2 separate regions of the Cricetulus griseus genome follow, and region 2 is linked to region 1. The links are chromatin contacts, called in public Hi-C maps. All regions are on one chromosome and are shown on one strand. The core of a region is the stretch at or near the end of the contact, and the rest is flanking DNA. Distances in the headings are between cores, read along the strand shown.

Evidence for each region. Hi-C and Micro-C count contacts between places; a contact is called where the count stands out from the background.
Region 2: a contact with region 1 is called in a Hi-C map of fibroblasts, with 5 times the contacts expected there. The contact joins the promoter of Arid1a here to the enhancer-like site in region 1. A contact is called at or near these places in 6 of 8 Hi-C or Micro-C datasets (the CHK-Q cell line, the CHL-YN cell line, the CHO-K1 cell line and 2 more).

What each region holds. Positions count from the first base shown.
Region 1 is chr2:19,463,685-19,466,267 of CriGri-PICRH-1.0, reverse strand. No RefSeq gene overlaps it. Among named protein-coding and RNA genes, the nearest start is that of Arid1a, 48 kb to the left of the region's middle. Within about 2 kb of position 1,302, at least 6 of the 6 cell types and tissues checked have open chromatin away from gene starts, as enhancers often do. A contact at or near this core is called in the CHO-K1 cell line and fibroblasts, where this site is marked.
Region 2 is chr2:19,511,714-19,514,296 of CriGri-PICRH-1.0, reverse strand. Arid1a (AT-rich interactive domain-containing protein 1A) reads right to left here and starts at 1,299. Exons shown (of 21, transcript XM_027399603.2): 1 at 359-1,299; 2 at 148-238.

The sequences.
Region 1 (2,583 bases), core at 53-2,552:
CAACAGTACTAACACAAAGGAAGAGTTACCTCCGAAGATAAAATAGAGCCAGATGTAGTGAAGGATGCAGTAGGATCATGAGTTCAAGGTCAGCCTGAGCCACATCTGGAGTCTTTTCAAATCTCAAGGAATCTCTGGTCTTGAGTGGAGGAGAGAATACCAGAATTACAAAATATAAGAAATCTACAAAGTCTAAGAAAATATATGTTTAAAGTTGACTCAACAGTGGAGCTGTAGCAAGCAGTTGATAGCCAGCACGAGGCCTTGGATTCGAATTGTCAGCAACGGGGACAAGGGATGATCAGAAACTCAAGGTCATCCTGAGCTAGAGTTGGAAACCAGCCTGGGCTACGACTTGTCACACACACACAAAAACAAAACAGGGAAACCAAAAATGTTTAGCAAATAACTCTCCTCCCTCTCTTAGAAGTCTTTCTCACATGACTTGGGGTAACTGCTTCCCTGGGCTGTTGGAGAACAGAGGGATCGCAGGGTCCTAGTAGGCTGGTGATGAAATAGCTTAAATCGTGCAAAGTCGAGATTTAGCCTTCCGGGATGGCAGTTCTCGTGCTTCATTTTTGGGGAAAACTCCAGTGGCCCTAAGGGGTCGACCCTGAGTTTCCCGTCTGTAAAATGGAGCAGGCTAGGCAGAGAGAGCCGGGGTACAGGGAGGTGCCGCACCCGCAACGGAAAGGAAAGCAGCCGCGCAGCCGGCAGTTTGCAGGAAGTGCTTTAGGGTTGGGAGGGAGACGGAGGGCGGAGGCGGGAATGTGAAAGCCGAGCCCTCGGCGGCAGAGTTTGTACCGGAGCTCGGCCAGAGGCGGGGCGAAACTGGGGTGAAGGGGTTAGTCAGTGGACGGGCGAGACCGGCCACCTCCCCCGAGGACAGCGCGCGGGCTGCGGGGGAGGCTTTGAGGTGGCGGCTGAGGAACGTGGGGGGAGGGGAGGGGCGAACTCGCTCAGGAAAGGGGCGGGAAGCGCGCTCCCACCGCACGCATGCGCGCCCCGCTCCTCAGGCCCGCGGGCCCGGCAGGCTCGCTGCCGCGGTGCGGCCAGCACCGACGGTGCGCACGCGGGAAGAGGAGGGGCCGCCCCGCCCTCCCGCGACACGCGGCCCCCCGAGGCCTGCGGGGGGCCCCTCGAGGGGGCGGGCGGACACCTGTTCCTTCAGTTGGGGGTTAGGGAGCCCAGGGCAGGGGCTCCGCGCCTCCCTCTCCCCTCCCCCACGAGGAGCGGGGCGGGAGGGCCTGGGCGCGCTACCGCGAGGGAGTCCGCTCCGGGTTTTCCCGCCCACTTTAACTCTGTGAGCGCTTCGACTGCGCGGCGCTTCACTCCACCGGGCGCGCCCGAGCCCTCGGCCGGAACTCGTTGTGCCACCCCCTCACATTCCCCCAGGAGCGCAAAGTGGGCTCGCAGCCCTCTCCGCCCTCGAGTCCCTCCGGCCGGGCCCCCGCTCCCGATCTCTTCCGGGTTGCAGCCCGAGCCGGCCCTGGCGGTTAGAAAGTGTGCTCCTCAGGAGGACGCGCGGAGGAACTACTTAACGTGTCCGTGCGCCCGGTGGTGCGGCCGCGCTCCGAGCTCTTCCTGGAAACTCCCGCCTCGGGGCGCCAGGAGAGCCGGCCGGCCGGCCGGGGGGGAGGGGAGCGCGCGAGGCCCACGCCCCCCTCCCGGGGGAGGGCTCGGCGTCCCCGCCCTTCTCCCGGCTGAGGGGAGGGCGCGGAAGCCGAGGTGGGGGGCGCTTCCCGCCCCACCCCGCCTCCAGAACAACGGGTTCCCGCTGCTGCCCCCTGCCGCTCGCCGCGGCTCCGACGGAGGCGTCGGGGGGCGCCGCTTCCGTGGGAACCGGACCCGGGACGATCTCAAACGGGCCGGTTTCCTGTCAGAAAACTTGCAGCGACTTTCCAGAAGCCGGTTGGAGCGCCTTGGGCCCGGGCAGCCAGAGTGTGCCACATGTCACTTAACCTGGCGACCTCTCTTGTACTTTAGAACAACGGGGAATAGGCCGGGGCGAAGCGTTGCGCGGCTCTCACTCCGGAAACCAAAGTACTGGGTGTGGGGGGTTTTTAAAGGGCTAACAACCGCGGGAACTCGGGTTTTGCAGTTGAAACCCATTTTCTCCCCTTGTGTGTACACAAAGGTCGAAATCGGGAAAGTTGATTGCAGCCCGCATGACTGCGTTTCCTTGACATTGTGCTTAAAAAAAAAAAAAAAAAAAAAAACCTCGTGGCCTTCTCTAAAGAGGCACGCTGCTTTCTGAATCCGAAAAGGAGAAAAATAATTCGAGAGATCCTGGAAAAGTTCAATGAGCAAGCCACATTTCGACATTTCCCAGATTTTGCAATATTAAGCTGGGTTTGTGCCAACTTACTGCCAAATTATAAATTTCTCAAGATGAAGGGTGTTCAGCCAAATTGCTGCCAGGCCCCGTAAGCAGGCACGAACAGCACTGGCTTAATTACACCTTTTCTTTCTCTCTCAGCCTTGTTTAATTCGCTGCCGGATGAAGTCCTCATCCCGGGTGTCACTAACTGGCCCTTTTCTGGGGCTGAACAATCACACACACCCATGCCTCCGTAGCTACGG
Region 2 (2,583 bases), core at 50-2,549, 48 kb before region 1:
AAATAAATAATCCTAAAAGGCTAAATTCATTTCTGCTCCCAAGAAAAATCCAGAATATCCTACACTACAAACCCTCCTGGTGATTGGAGAGGGGAGATAGCCTGAGCCCCTATGCTTCCCCATCCCCCAACCAAAAACCAAACGAACCTGCCAAGATGATGGGACTGGCTGGTATGGACCAGTGCCCTCTTTTCATTCACGGTCCTCAGGAGCAACAACTCCACTGGTGCATTAGGTCCTAGAAACCAAATTATAGGCTGCCTCATAAATGGAGCTTTGCTATTTAATCAACTGCCTCAGAGCTGCCAAACAGTCCTGAGTCCCGCACACAAATGAGGAATTTTTTACATGCAATTACCCTGCCATTTTCCTCAGAGCTGGGGTGTAATGGGAAACCTGGAGCCCAGTGAAAATCTGGAAGCCAGAATGGATTTGTCTTCAAGGAAAGTCCACATGGCCTTCTTCCATGGCCGTGAATATGAAAAGCGCCAAAATCCCTTCCCCTACACGTGGTCACGCTGTTTTGAAAACAGTCACCATTTTAATCTAGCAATGAGGCAAAGTGCATAAAAATATATCCACCTGGGTCAGGAGAGGTAGTGTGTTACTTCCCTACTTTTTAATTTCCTTTTTATTTTCTCTCTCAAGCCCTTCCACTCAAAGCTCAACAACGTTAACCTAAGGACTGCTGGGCTGAGGAACTTTCTTAGAAACTGGTCCATCCGCTTTCCCCAGGGGCACAGGGAACGGGAAAGGGGGAGGGGAGGAGCGGGCACGTGGCTGGCCCGAGCAGCGAGACCCCGACTCCGGGCCGTGGGTCCTCCCCTCGGTGGGTATTTTTCCCCCACAGCCCCTGCCTTTTCACCCCACACCCAGGCAGCTCAGGAATCCCGGCGCAGATTACAGGGCTAGGACAGCGCTCCCCGCACGAAAGCGCCTCTGCCACCGACAGCCTGATGGCAAATATGGACTGAATCGTTGACATGGAAACCGGACTAAAGTCTCGTTCGCTCGCTCTCACAGGAGAGTTCTTATCACCAAGCCCGGCAGAACGGCGCTCGGCAAAGGCGGACTGGATCACAGGTCGCGCGGATCGGGTGCCGCTCCTGGGCGCCGGAACTCCGGCGACTGCCACCACCAAGGGAAGGGGGCTGGGCTGCCGGCAGCAACCGGCTGAAAATGGCAGAGGATGTGCTCTCATTTTCTCTGGCTGCACAGCGTGCAAGGATTGGGCCTGAGAATGAGGGATGAACCTAGGAAGATCCCACACAGTCAACTGCAAAATGTGGAAGCTGGGCCTGGAGGGTTTGCTAGAAGAAAGAGACGCTTGCAGGGAGCACAAGTCCTTCCTCCCTCGCAGTTTGCTCACTCTAAATGTCTGAAACACAAAACTCCTCCAACAAACAAAAGGTCGGCCTCGCCGCCTCGCAGACCTCTTTGCCCTGCTGCACTCGGGGCAGCACGTTGCTGGGAAGGGGAAGTGTTGGGCTGGATTCCGGGCTGAGGCGTGCAGAGCCGGGCTGTGGCCCCCGCACATTCCCGCCGCGGCGCCGCAGCAGACACCCAGCCGAGCGCTCTCAAGTGCGAACTGGAGCTGCGAGTTTGAGCAAAAGGGCAACTGTGTCAGTTGACGGAAGCCAGAAGCAGAGTTCAAAGCCTGGCGTGGATTTCCGTCTGGAGCTGTGTTTCTTAAAGTTTGTAACTCCGTGTGAAGAAACAGCCCCAGCCGAGGCTTTGGGATCAGTGTGAAAGTCTAGCACTACCATCTGACAGTGAGCCGCAAAACTTTGGGCTGCATATTAAGCGAGGAAAGTGGATTGAAGCTAGAGTCAAGGCAATTCATTATGCTCCCGGCTCGCAGACAGGAGCGGTAAGATATGAACTGGATTGTCGCGGGCGAGCAGGGAACGGAGTCCGGATGGCGCTCCAAAGCTCTTCGCGGTAAAATTGTGCCTGCCGAGCACCTAAGATGCCCAAAGAGCGAACCGGGAGGCTTCCAGCGTGGAGGGCTCTCACACTGATTTTCTGGATCCGTTTTCCATTTATCTCAAAGTCTTAAAACAATTTGGGAGGTTGTACATTTCAAAAATAATAAAGGACCCATTTTAAGAAATGTTCACTTCTGAATGAGACTTTTTTGTCAGCGAAGGAAAAATAGCCTTGGGCATAAATCCACCGACTTCTCTGGCTAACATAAGAATTACCTTCATCACCAGCTTTCCCCCCAAAAAAAGAAAAGTGAAATAAAAAAAGATTAATGCAATTCAGTGGTTACGGCCCTCGTTTTGCCTGGATGAAACCCTGGGGTTTGATTCCCAGAAGTGATCAAATAATAATAATGACATAAAAATAAATACAGATCTGTTCTGGTCTGTGGATGACTTCAAATAAAACATAACTCCCAAGGTCCACCTAACAGAAGGAAAACAACATCAAGTCTTTCACACCCAAATACTGTGGATAAATTTTCTGGTTCAATGTCTCATCTCACTGTTGAATTACTAACTTTTTTTTGGGGGGGATGATAATAAAACTATTACTAATATTTAAAAAAAAAAAAAAAAACGAGTTTGTGTGATTACT